3 separate regions of the Mus musculus genome follow, and regions 2 and 3 are each linked to region 1. Evidence: chromatin contacts called from public promoter capture Hi-C data. All regions are on one chromosome and are shown on one strand. Each heading gives the region's core, a stretch centred on a gene start, on an enhancer-like site or on the middle of the called end of the contact. The rest is flanking DNA. Distances are from core to core; before and after follow the strand shown. Region 1 holds the start of Hltf (helicase-like transcription factor). Region 2 overlaps Pde7a (phosphodiesterase 7A). Region 3 holds the start of Dnajc5b (DnaJ heat shock protein family (Hsp40) member C5 beta).

Region 1 (3,801 bases), core at 767-3,266:
AAATAAAATAAAGGCTGTGGATAGAGAGCTTTCCCAGGTTGGACAGGCCCTAAGATTCAATACCTAATACTGGAAAAAAAAAAAAACAAACAAAAACCCAAAACCCAACTTTGCATTTGTATCATAATATACCATGAAGAAAGTAAAATATCCGAAGCAAACGAAACATTATCTGCAGTAAGTTTCCTGTTGGGGGAATGAAATATTTCATTCTTCAGATTCTCAGTGAGGGCTAGAGATGTAACTCAGAGGAAGAGTGCCTGTTTAACATGCACAAAAATCCCAGGGAAGATGATGCGCCATCAAATGAATCTTCTGTAAGGCTGATTAACTGAGCTACAATGATTGTGCAGCATTTCAAATGCTGCAAACCCAGAGCCAAATTTTCTTAGGCCATCTCTAGCCTTCTTAATTGCTACTTATTGTCCTCCTCTGCACTTAACATGTTTCTGTGACCACAGGGTAAATCATTTGGAATGTACATACAGTGCTACCACTCAGCAAACTAAACAGCTAAGGATAATGTCAGTATCTTAGGTCTCTAATAAAGGTTCCCTGTAATACTCTTTCCCACCTACCTAATGGTCACACCAAATATATTTGGAAAGTATCTTGATTTATGACTTTCTTTGTCCTGTTAGTATAAAAGCTTCATGAAATGGCTTCAATTGAAACATAGCACTTGGGGTGGCCTAATTCTGTGTTCCCAGGCCAATGACTGATATTTGCCTCCAGCATAAATTGTCTCTTAATACTGTTAAAGTTAGTTTTCTTGTTTTTGCTTCTCTCTCTCTCCTTTCTTTTTATCATAGCATTCCCTAGGGTGCCATTCCAGCAGACAATCCTCAAATGGTCACATTTTACTTTTAGTTCACAGATCATCAATATTTAAGACAATGAACATGTGCCTCTTAAAACATCTTACTGACCACCTTTCATCCTCTGCTGATGGAAGCATAAAATGGACCACTCTAGGAAGGATGACTTCCAGTGTTTAAAATGTTTACAAACACATCTAGACATTCCGATGGTTTACAGCACACCCTATTATGTTTGGCTGGGCAATACCTTTAGCTTCCTACTGTTGGTGCAGCAGAAGATGCAGCAGTTAATGGCTGCTTCATCAAAAGTAGTTTTATGGTCTTTCAAGATGCTGGAATTACCTTTACCTTGCCTGATACTGTTGCATACAAAACTCCAAAGTGAAATGTCCCTTTAGATTATAAAGTATAAACATATAAACTTTATATGCCCCAGTACAGGGGAACGCCAGGGCCAAAAAGGGGGAGTGGGTGGGTATGGGGGACTTTTGGGATAGCATTGGAAATGTAAACGAGTAAATACCTAATTAAAAAAAAAAAGAGAGAAAAAAAAAGTTTCTTTATAGTGCCTCCTTCATTTTCCTAAGAAAACACACGTAGCCCCAGCCACCACCTCGGACCTTACAACTAATGTTGGACCAGTCTGCCTTTTTCAGCAAGAGCTATAAGGTTGTATTACTTTATGGCTTTCTTCTACCAAGGGAAAAAAATTTCTTTAAACACAATAAAAGCGAGATGGGAGAAGGAAATTCGTAAGTTCTCATTCAGATTTCCAGAACTCAGGGTCTCGCATACACGGAGGTCGCTAAGAATAAATAGAGTCAGGGCTCAGCAGAGGAAATGCAGGTATCCCACCCAGGGCTCCTACTGGAGTAGGCCCTGTTAGGCATTCCATCAGATAGGGAGCGTCTGACCTATGGGGACATCCTTGAGGAGTTAGGGCAGTGGCTAGAAGACCTCTTTCCCCCTAGTCCGTCAGAACCTTGAGCCCTGTGGCTCACTCAAGAAGCCTCGATGTTTTACCGTGCAAGGCGTCTCGGACTGCGGAAGAACCAGGTAGAACCCGGACGCGCCGCACTGCCTTTGAATCGCAGCACTGGGCGGAGCTCCCCACCCTCTTGTATTGTGATTGGTTGGTCTTCGTAGACTCTTCCTTTGGATTGGGCCCTGGCGGTGCCGATCGCAGAACGTCACCGGTTTCTCAGACTGTTGCAGGAAGGAGTGGTGTGGACACGTCTCACCGGGCGGACGCGGCCTGGCGGTTCTGATTTGGATTCCGGCGCCTGGGCCACGACGCCTTGAGGAGCTTTATCAGGCTGTCTGGGAAGATCTGGGGAGCCCAGGGCATCCCGAAGTCACCCCGCCCCGCGCCATGTCCTATACGTTCACGAGGTGAAGGGCTGAGGGGGGCTGGGCGTGAGGCCAATTGCTCTGCGCTCTATTCTAGTGAAGGTGCGCGCCCGGGCGCTTTATAGGTGCAGTTTGCATCCCTTCTGCGGGTCGCTTGCCGGTGTTGCTCCTGGAGGCACCAATGCATTGTCGCGGCTGACCAGAGTGGCTGCGACCTCGGAGAATCTGCGTCAAGGGCTTGGCGGGGGGGGGGGGGGGGGGTGGCGGGGGGGGTGGAAGCGGGGGGTGATTTATTCACCAATGTTATCCCACTGTTCGCTAGGCATTGTTATGGTAACAGCTTCCAACTTGTATTTCCCGGCACTATGCAAAAGCGCACTAAAGCATATTTGCAGAGGAGCTGAGAGGGAAACTCGCGACTTGATAGCCCCGTGTGTTTTTAGGAGAACTACATCTTCTAGGAGGCTTCCAGCAAACACCTCTTTTCATCATCTACTGTGGTTTTCATGCCCATTTTTGCAACAATTATCCCTATCCTTTAAAATAATGGGGCTTCAAGGTCAGTTCTCTATAGTGTCACAATTTAGATGCTCGATTTAAAATGTGTTCTGTTCCAAAGGAGTTAAAGCAGAGGATGCTGTGGATGCATTTATGTTAAAATTTAAAGTTATTTTCATAGCGGGCAGTGGTAGCCAAGTACCTGGGAGGGAGAGGCAGGTGGATCTCTGAGTTTGAGGCCAGCCTGGTCTACTGAGCGAGTAGGACAGCCAAGGCTACACAGAGAAACCCAGTTTCAGAAAAGGAAAGAGAAGAGGGGAAGGGGTTAGGGGACCAGGACAGCCAGGGCTATACAGAGAAACTCTGTCTCGAAAAACCAAAAAAAGAAAAACAAGTCCTGTTTTGTTTTTGGTTTTTTGTTTTGTTTTAAAACAGGGGTCCTGTTTGGAAGTATTCGCAGTCTGTCCAGTATGGATCACACGAAAATATTCCAAGACTTTCATACTCAACTTTCTTGCCACATTTTGAATTCCAAGACATTATTCCTCCAGATGACTTCCTAACGAGTGATGAAGAGCAAGATTTGGTTTTATTTGGAACTATGAGAGGACAAGTTGTTGGACTACGCTATTACACAGGAGTTGTAAGTAAAAGATTAGATAATAAAATTATGGTATGTTTATGGTTTTAACAGTAAGTTATAGTAAAAGGTGATGTATACAATGAATGTTTTACTTTGAATGAAAGGCTAGTCATAAATACCTTGACTAACTGATTAACTTCTTACTTTTCTCCTATGCTTATAGTTTATAAAGCACTTTTGCCCACACATTTGGTCCTTGTGATTACTGAGGAACGTGGTAAATTTAAGAAATGACTTCAAATCCATCATGTTTTGCATTAGGTTATTCATTTTTGTAGTAAAAACAGTCCTTGTTCTTTCTTATGTATTCCTGTTCTCTGAAATGAATGTATGTGAAAATGTGTGTGAGAGAAAGAAAATGGACAGATTGAGAATATATATATATATATATATAATTTTCTTTGAACAATAATCTTTATTAAGGGCATCTTTGTTATTTAGTAATATAATTCTAATGATATTTAATTTATTATGAGAAAGTTTCTAACA
Region 2 (3,801 bases), core at 415-2,914, 820 kb before region 1:
AGTCTTTAAAAATGTTATGGCTGGTGTTGTTTCATCTATATTTATCTTATGATAATAACTGAAGTTATGTTTGTGTTGAGTTAGAAAAGAAAAATTTCACAAATCTTGAAGGAGGTGGGCATCTAATAATTCACTGCTTGTATTAAAAAAAAAAGAAAGAAAAAGAGAAAGAACAATCCCCACAAGGCCTAGAGGAAGGTAAATTGCCTTTTCGTTAGGGCACCATGGCTAGATGCAGCCAGCGAGAGGCAGAGAGAGCAACAGGACACAAAGCACCCAAGGGTAAAAGATAGCGACAGGGGAAGAGCAGTGATGCCTGGCGCTGTTCCGACACAGGCAAACCTTAAGGTCCCCACCACCTTGCCCTTCAGGCTCATCTACTTCCTGTCTGCAGTGCAGAGATAAGCAGGGCAGGTAGAGCCCTTCTCGAGAAAGTAACAGTGACACCCAAACAACCACAGCAGTGCTGGGGAAGGTGGCAGCGGTCACTGGGTAAGGTACTTGTATCTACAAGCTCAACAAACTGAGTTGGAACCCTGCAATCCATAGACAGGAAAGAGAACCCACAACAGCATGCTATCCTCTGGCTTCCACATGTGTATTGTGGGCATGTGCATACACACCTCCATAAATAAACACATTTCTAGAAGAAAAGAAAAGCAGGTAACTTTAAAGTCAAGCAGGGGACACATTACTCCGTCCCTAGCAACAGAAAAACTGAATTCTTTGTGTAATTCTATTAAAAACCTACTTTGGCAAAGGGGCAAAGACAGGTAAGTATCACCAAGAATCTGTCAAATATGTTATTCTTAAAAAAAAAAAAGTTTCCAAATAGAACCCAGTTTTGATTATAAAGAGAATTAAAAAAAAAAAAAGCAATATCAACCCCACATAAAAGCTGGGCTCAGCTGGGGCAGGAGAGCTTAGAATGACCTATGTAACATTTCTCCAAACCTCTCTTAACTGTCACAGAGTCTGACGATACGCTCTTCTCCAGCGTGGGGAGGCAGTGCCAAAGGCAGGCTGTGGAACCACGCTAATCCTCTGCAGCAGGTAAGAAAAAAGGCTCGGGGCCAGCACACTCAAGAAAGCAAGCAGCTTGGGGGAGCAGGCCTTTGGGAAAAATCTAACTACATGGAAAACTGCGTCAGAAGATGCCACTGTAAACAGTCACACGCTGAAGAAACTGAGAAGAGAAAATGAAGACTGCAGTGAGACTCAGGCTGAGTTATTAAAAACGGCAGTAATAACTGCCAACTGGTCCAGTCATGATGAAGTGATTACTGTCAAGACTAATAGTAAAAACAAAAATTGTGAAATGATTTCTGTTGTTTTTTTGAAAAGTGACTAACAAAGACAAAATGCTGGCACAGGGTCACAGTCCAAGTGAATGACAGCAAGGACAGAGCACACTAAAGCTTCAACATAGGCGAATGACCACAGAAACTCGAGTATTGTCAAATGCTTCACTTACCATTTGTTAGTCTATCAAACAGAAAGATATCAAAATTCCAATTTCCAACTTTTTCCAGCATACACTGAAATGAAAACCAAACATTTCTACTGTAATTTAATCTCAGTAAGACCCACTTTCGGCAGATAGACCATAGCAACGTTCATGGAAACGACCAAGTGGCTGACTGGCTTTGAGAGACGCCGAGATCATTTACCTTCGTTCACGTTCTGTTCTAGGTTTGTGGGCAGGGTTGCACTGTACAGCCCTGTCTACAGCTCACGGCAATTCTCTTGCTTCAGCCTCCCAAGAATGGGGCGTACCAGAGTGTGCCACCACACTCTGCTCTCAGCCTCTTCTTAGTTATGACTCTTTCCACTGGCTCAAATATTCTCTAGAGAAATAAATTCCACTTGAGAACAAATTCTTTTGTTTTTCAGTTAATCATAGAGAGGTCAGGTCAGTCTTCCACCCTGTTCCTATGGCCTACAAATTTAGGAGAATTCTGAAACAATTCACCATCAAATAGTCCATGTGCTGCAGTCTTAAATCAGATTTTAAAAGTCTGGCAGCGAGTTCTACTGGGTACCTGGTGAGCAGGCGAGGCACTCAAGCCTCACCGACTCCTGGGAACAGGCAGTAAGTACCATGGCTCAGCTGTAGCAGAAAGCTGTCATGGTGACTGAAGAGTCCAAGGTCAGGGACTTGGAGAGCACAGTAAACCCACACCACACTGTCACTCAAGTATTTGCTGTTCAGGGTTGTTTGTTTGTTTGTTTTGCTATTTTGGGACAGGGTCTTTCTACATAGCTCTGGCTGTCCTCGAACACAGAGATCTTTCTCCCTCTACCTCCTGGGTGCTGGGAGATTAAAGGCATGCATGGCTTGCTAACCATTTCTTTCTTTTCTTTTGCTGAATTCTGGGGTATTTATTGACAATCTTTAAATATCATTCAAACCTAGCAGTAAAGCAGTCAGCTCTGAGGATGATACACACTGTAGACAACAAACACATCCAAAGTCCACGGCACAGAAGTGTGCGCTTTTAAAGTAAAGGTTTTTATTTTGTATCCCTAAGTTTGCTGTGGTATAAGATGAAGAATTAAACACCACAAGTAATATTAGTGTGACACTTGTGAAGGTTGAAAGCACAGTGTCAGGAACCAGCAATAACACACAGGTCAACACTCTAACCGCGACAGCAGGTCAACAGTTCCCACTGACTGATCTACTAAGCAGGGAATGATTCTTTTCTTTATATTGTAATGAAACTTCAAAGAAGACACCCTGCAGCCAGTCTATATAACTTTAGAAATCTGGCCTGTAAAATTTAAGGAACAAATAAGTTCAGGTACATTAAAATTCAAGATTATATGAAATCCCATTTGATCAAAACCAAACCCATTTCACTTCTATCTTACTTAAGACATTTCCTGAAAAGTCTGTAAGAATAAAGTAAATAATTCTTACTAATACCATTTCGGTTAAGATTAGCTAAACCTTCAATATCATCTGACTGAAAAAGATGGCCCCACCTTCCTGAGCTGTCTGTATGGAACTATGGGGCAAGCACATCTGTAGTGAGATACAGACCCCGGTGTCCTTATCAACAGCACTAAAGCATCAGATCAGGCCCGGGCTCACATTCTTCCCAGCACCCAACTCTGTGCTAGCTTAAAGTTGATTGTCCTGCTGATCAACTCATTACTTAATGTTCTATTAAGTAACTAATATAGAAAATTAAGAAAACAAATGCACTTACTACTTTATCTCAGAAGTTTTCCTTGCTCCGTTATACCTACTTAGAAACAACCAGCTCTAAACTCTCAAAAATGGCTCAATTCAGACAGGGCATCTAAATCAGTGTTTTAGAGGAGGCCCCAGTAAACTTATCAAGCAACTCATTTTGAAGAAGTTGTACAAACCTTGGCTTGTCCATTGTAATCCTCATCTAAAATGTCTAGAGAACTACAAACTGTGGCACCCCGAAAAACTCGTGAGGATCTGAGATATCGCTGGAAACTTAGTAACCTTCTGATGTTCCTGGCGGAGACTGATGCTTCAATGTCAGATTGAGCTGAAAGAAAGGGAGTAACCATGAAAACCTGGCAGACCCCAAGAAGGCTGCCTCTGAAACACCCCCAAGTTCCATGCAAGCACTTAAGGTGTATACAAGCACTTGAAATTTTTCCTTCATTTTCTGTGTATGGGTCCTTGTCTGCATGTGTGCACCTAGTGTGTGCAGTGATGGGAGAGGCCAGAAGAACACTGGATTTCCTAGGACTGGAGTTAAGGATGGTTGTGAGCCGTTGTGTGGGATGCTGGGAATCAAACCCAAGTCTTCTCGA
Region 3 (3,801 bases), core at 859-3,358, 550 kb before region 1:
ATAATATACCTCACTGAGATGTGATTAAATGAAATGATATATGTGAAAATGGCTTGTAAATGTTGAAGCATGATATAAAAAGTTATTTGTTGGTATTACAAATGATATGTGTGATATGTGTTCCCTCACCCCTTCGATACTCTGAAAGATACAAGTCAGCTCACGCAATGAAGATAATCCCTTAACATCATGGGGAAATGTCTACAAAAAGGAGACGGGGATATGAAGTACATTATAGCAGAAATCTGTTTCTTTACTGATATTCCTTTTCTAGTAAATACTAGAACGTGATGTGTCATTGCAGTAAATATGATTAGTAGCTTTGACTTTCTTACTCATCATCAAATCTGTGAAAACATCAATTACTCAGAGGTCACATTACTTGCTATTCTAGAATTGGTTTGGTGGGCCAGGATTTCTGAGTCCAGGTTAGGACAAGCTCTTCCTGGCATCTATAGGTTGTTAGAAAAATGAGTGGTCTCTACTGCGAATGCTCAATTACTGCAATGCACTTTATTTGGATGGCTTCGTGTCATGCAGATGCAGGTAGTCTCTTGAGCTTCCTGCCAGAAACCCCTGCTGTTGTTGAACTCTGGACAGGAGATCAGGATATAAATGCAATGTGTCCAGAAGGGTTAGAGCACAACACAGAGGGCCTCTGGGCTCTAGTTAGCTCAGACACTTCACCATCCAGGCTATCAATGCTATTATGTGTAAAGCAGGTGAGATGGATGGTCTTTGTCTTAGTGAGGATTTTACTGCTGTGAACAGATACCATGATCAAGGTGTCTTTTATAAAGGACAACATTCAATTGGGGCTGGCTTACAGGTTCTGAGGTTCAGTCCAATATTATCATGGCAGGAAGCATGGCAGTGTCCAGGCAGGCATGGTGCTGGAGGAGCTGAGAGTTCTACATCTTGTTCAGAAAGGTAAACAGACCCCTCAACAGAGGAATGGATACAAAAAATGTGGTACATTTACACAATGGAGTGCTACTCAGCTATTAAAAAGAATGAATTTGTGAAATTCCTAGGCAAATGGATGGACCTGGAGGGCATCATCCTGAGTGAGGTAACCCAATCACAAAAGAACTCAAATGATATGTACTCACTGATAAGTGGATATTAGCCCAGAAACTTAGAATACCCAAGATATAAGTTACAATTTCCAAAACACATGAAACTCAAGAAGAACAAAGACCAAAGTGTGGACACTTTGCCCCTTCTTAGAATTGGGAACAGAACACCCATGGAAGGAGTTACAGAGACAAAGTTTGGAGTTGAGACAAAAGGATGGACCATCTAGAGACTGCCATATCCAGGGATCCACCCCATAATCAGCCTCCAAATGCTGACACCATTGCATACACTAGCAAGATTTTGCTGAAAGGACCCTGATATAGCTCTCTTGTGAGACTATGCCGGGGCCTAGCAAACACAGAAGTGGATGCTCACAGTCAGCTATTGGATGGATCACAGAGCCCCCATGGAGGAGCTAGAGAAAGTACCCAAGGAGCTAAAGGGATCTGCAACCCTATAGGTGGAACAACATAATGAACTAACCAGTACCCCGGAGCTCTTGACTCTAGCTGCATATGTATCAAAAGATAGCCTAGTAGGCCAACATTGGAAAGAGAGGCCCATTGGACTTGCAAACTTTATATGCCCCAGTACAGGGGAATGCCAGGGCCAAAAAGTGGGTGTGGGTGGGTAGAGGAGTGGGGGGGGGAGGGTATGGGGGACTTTTGGGATAGCATTGGAAATGTAAATGAGGAAAATACCTAATAAAAATTTTTTTAAAAAAAGATAAACAGAATACTGGCATCCCCAGGCAACTAGTAGGAAGCTCTCTCAAAGCCTACCCCCATAGTGACACACTTTCTTCAACAAGTCCACACCTCCTAATGGTGCCACTCCCTGGTCCAAGCATATTCCAACCACCACAGTCTTCAATGTTTCTTTCCGGAGATTTCAAAAGGTCCTGAGTGCTAAAGTAAATGAAAATTGAGAGACTGTTAGTGATGTGGGTGGGAAGATCTCAGCTGGGTAGTGGGGGTAGGGAAAATTCTAGTCTATGACATCACAATACCCAGCATAGACTAGAGCTTAGCATCTGAGAAGGAAAAGCAACGGAGGCTCAGTTATTGACAGAGCAGGGGAAGAACACTCGTGGAAGGACCCAGAAGGATCAGCCAGCCATGCCTCCAGTTCAGGTACAAGGTACATGACTTTTGCTAAGCTAATCACAGGACTCAATAGTGTCTAAAGGAAAAGAAGACACTTACACGGGTACCTATTTTTTTTAAGGGATGGTAGGAATCCAGAGGGGCTTCCAGCAGAAGTAAAGCTGGTATATCCAGGAGGCTATGAAGCCACAAAACACAGGCATTTATAAAGTTCTCAGATAACCACTGGCCCCTCCTCAACTTCTGGGAAAGTGCAAAAAGCACTGGTGTCTCCAGTGGTCAGTTCGTGGTTATTTTCTAAAGGGACTCACTCATTCTATGATATTCTTCTACACAGGAGTTTTGGTTTTTAGTGACTTCTCCCAGGATGACAGAGAAGAGTGAATATTTTAAATATTTAAGTGAAAGAATAATTTTAATAGAGATGGTTTTAAAAATACAACAAAAATTAATATAAGGAGGAGAAAGGTGTATTATGGGTTAACAATAGAGATTAACTTCAAAGTCTAGTTTTGAAATTCCAAGACTTCAGAGGCAAAAGGCCACCCCTAGGGACAGTGGAAGAGAGAGAGGCCTTGTGGTTGAGAAGTCAAGTTGCACAGTTCATCTGCTTTTACCCCTACTCCACTCCTCCCATGTCTAGGGACTCAGCAGTGAATCGTTGCTGGACGTGTGAACAGTTCTGTTTTCTTTACTTTGCTTTGGGGTTTTGGCTTCTAAAGTATTTGTTTCTTCCTGGAGGCCTAGAAAGACTCCAAGTGACAGCAAATAGCCGTTCTGTTTAGCAGCAGGCGGAGCTTAGGATTGGTGCCAGGCCCTGACTCATCTCTGTTTGGACTCCCTTGGGTCTTAACACAGAGCAACTCCACAGTCAGAGGCTAGGACTACTCAAACAGGCTTTTCTGATCATGGTCTGCAAGAGCCGTGTTAGGACACTGTGGAAGGAGCAGCCTGGGGCTCTGATTCGGATCAGTAACCTACAGGACACACCAGGCACAGTAGACAAGAAAGGGGATCAAATCCACCTGGGATACAGTTTTCACTCAGCTTCCAACAATCATGCATGTGTATCACAGCAGTAAGACCAGGGCCCCGACACTCTACGAAAGCAGCAGTAACCCATAGCATGTGAGACATTTGTTTGTTTGTTTGTTTTGTTTTGTTTTTTCGAGACAGGGTTTCTCTGTGTAGCCCTGGCTGTCCTGGAACTCACTTTGTAGACCAGGCTGGCCTCGAACTCAGAAATCCGCCTGCCTCTGCTGAGGGACCCAGAGCAAAGCAGAAGTGCCTGCTCACTGTATAGCACACATTCAACTTTCATCTGGAAGGTTGCTATGATTTTTCACAATTGAGTTATGGTCCAATTTCTTAAGACTCTGAAAACTAAACTTTCACTGATCAGTTTTTAGACTTCTTTCATTCTATAGACACCGAAAAGCCAGGCTTAGGCTTTATGTAAGCCAATAAACAGAAAACATAATTTCCTAACTCATCTGTATTTACATTTATTGACTGGAATATTCATGAACTTTGCCACGTGGCACAGGATTTTAGAGTTGTAGGGAGATCATGTAGGAAACTGCCCCAGCCCCTCCTGTCCTGAGGACAGCAGCAC

The links. Promoter capture Hi-C pulls out the DNA fragments that hold promoters and counts their contacts.
Region 2: a contact with region 1 is called in a promoter capture Hi-C map of 3T3-L1-derived adipocytes, with 4 times the contacts expected there. The contact joins the enhancer-like site here to the promoter of Hltf in region 1. A contact is called at or near these places in 9 of 39 promoter capture datasets (the 3T3-L1 cell line, 3T3-L1-derived adipocytes, the C10 cell line and 5 more), 3 of 115 datasets of contacts at active chromatin or transcription factors (bone marrow-derived macrophages, large pre-B cells and memory CD8 T cells) and 1 of 9 other capture datasets (liver).
Region 3: a contact with region 1 is called in a promoter capture Hi-C map of hippocampal neurons, with 6 times the contacts expected there. The contact joins the promoter of Dnajc5b here to the promoter of Hltf in region 1. A contact is called at or near these places in 21 of 39 promoter capture datasets (the 3T3-L1 cell line, 3T3-L1-derived adipocytes, the C10 cell line and 12 more), 7 of 484 Hi-C or Micro-C datasets (the G1E-ER4 cell line, the HL-1 cell line, cerebral cortex and 2 more), 7 of 115 datasets of contacts at active chromatin or transcription factors (astrocytes, embryonic forebrain, embryonic stem cells and 3 more) and 1 of 9 other capture datasets (macrophages).

The regions. Positions count from the first base shown.
Region 1 is chr3:20,055,795-20,059,595 of GRCm38.p6, forward strand. Hltf (helicase-like transcription factor) reads left to right here and starts at 2,017. Exons shown (of 25, transcript NM_009210.3): 1 at 2,017-2,213; 2 at 3,105-3,312. The coding sequence starts at 2,194.
Region 2 is chr3:19,239,672-19,243,472 of GRCm38.p6, forward strand. Pde7a (phosphodiesterase 7A) reads right to left here. Exons shown (of 13, transcript NM_001122759.2): 4 at 3,379-3,530; 5 at 1,475-1,538. Among named protein-coding and RNA genes, the nearest start is that of Mtfr1, 53 kb to the left of the region's middle. Within about 2 kb of position 1,665, at least 51 of the 459 cell types and tissues checked have an H3K27ac peak or open chromatin away from gene starts, as enhancers often do. A contact at or near this core is called in memory CD8 T cells, where this site is marked.
Region 3 is chr3:19,506,487-19,510,287 of GRCm38.p6, forward strand. It overlaps Dnajc5b (DnaJ heat shock protein family (Hsp40) member C5 beta), which reads left to right and starts at 2,109. Exons shown (of 5, transcript NM_025489.3): 1 at 2,109-2,220.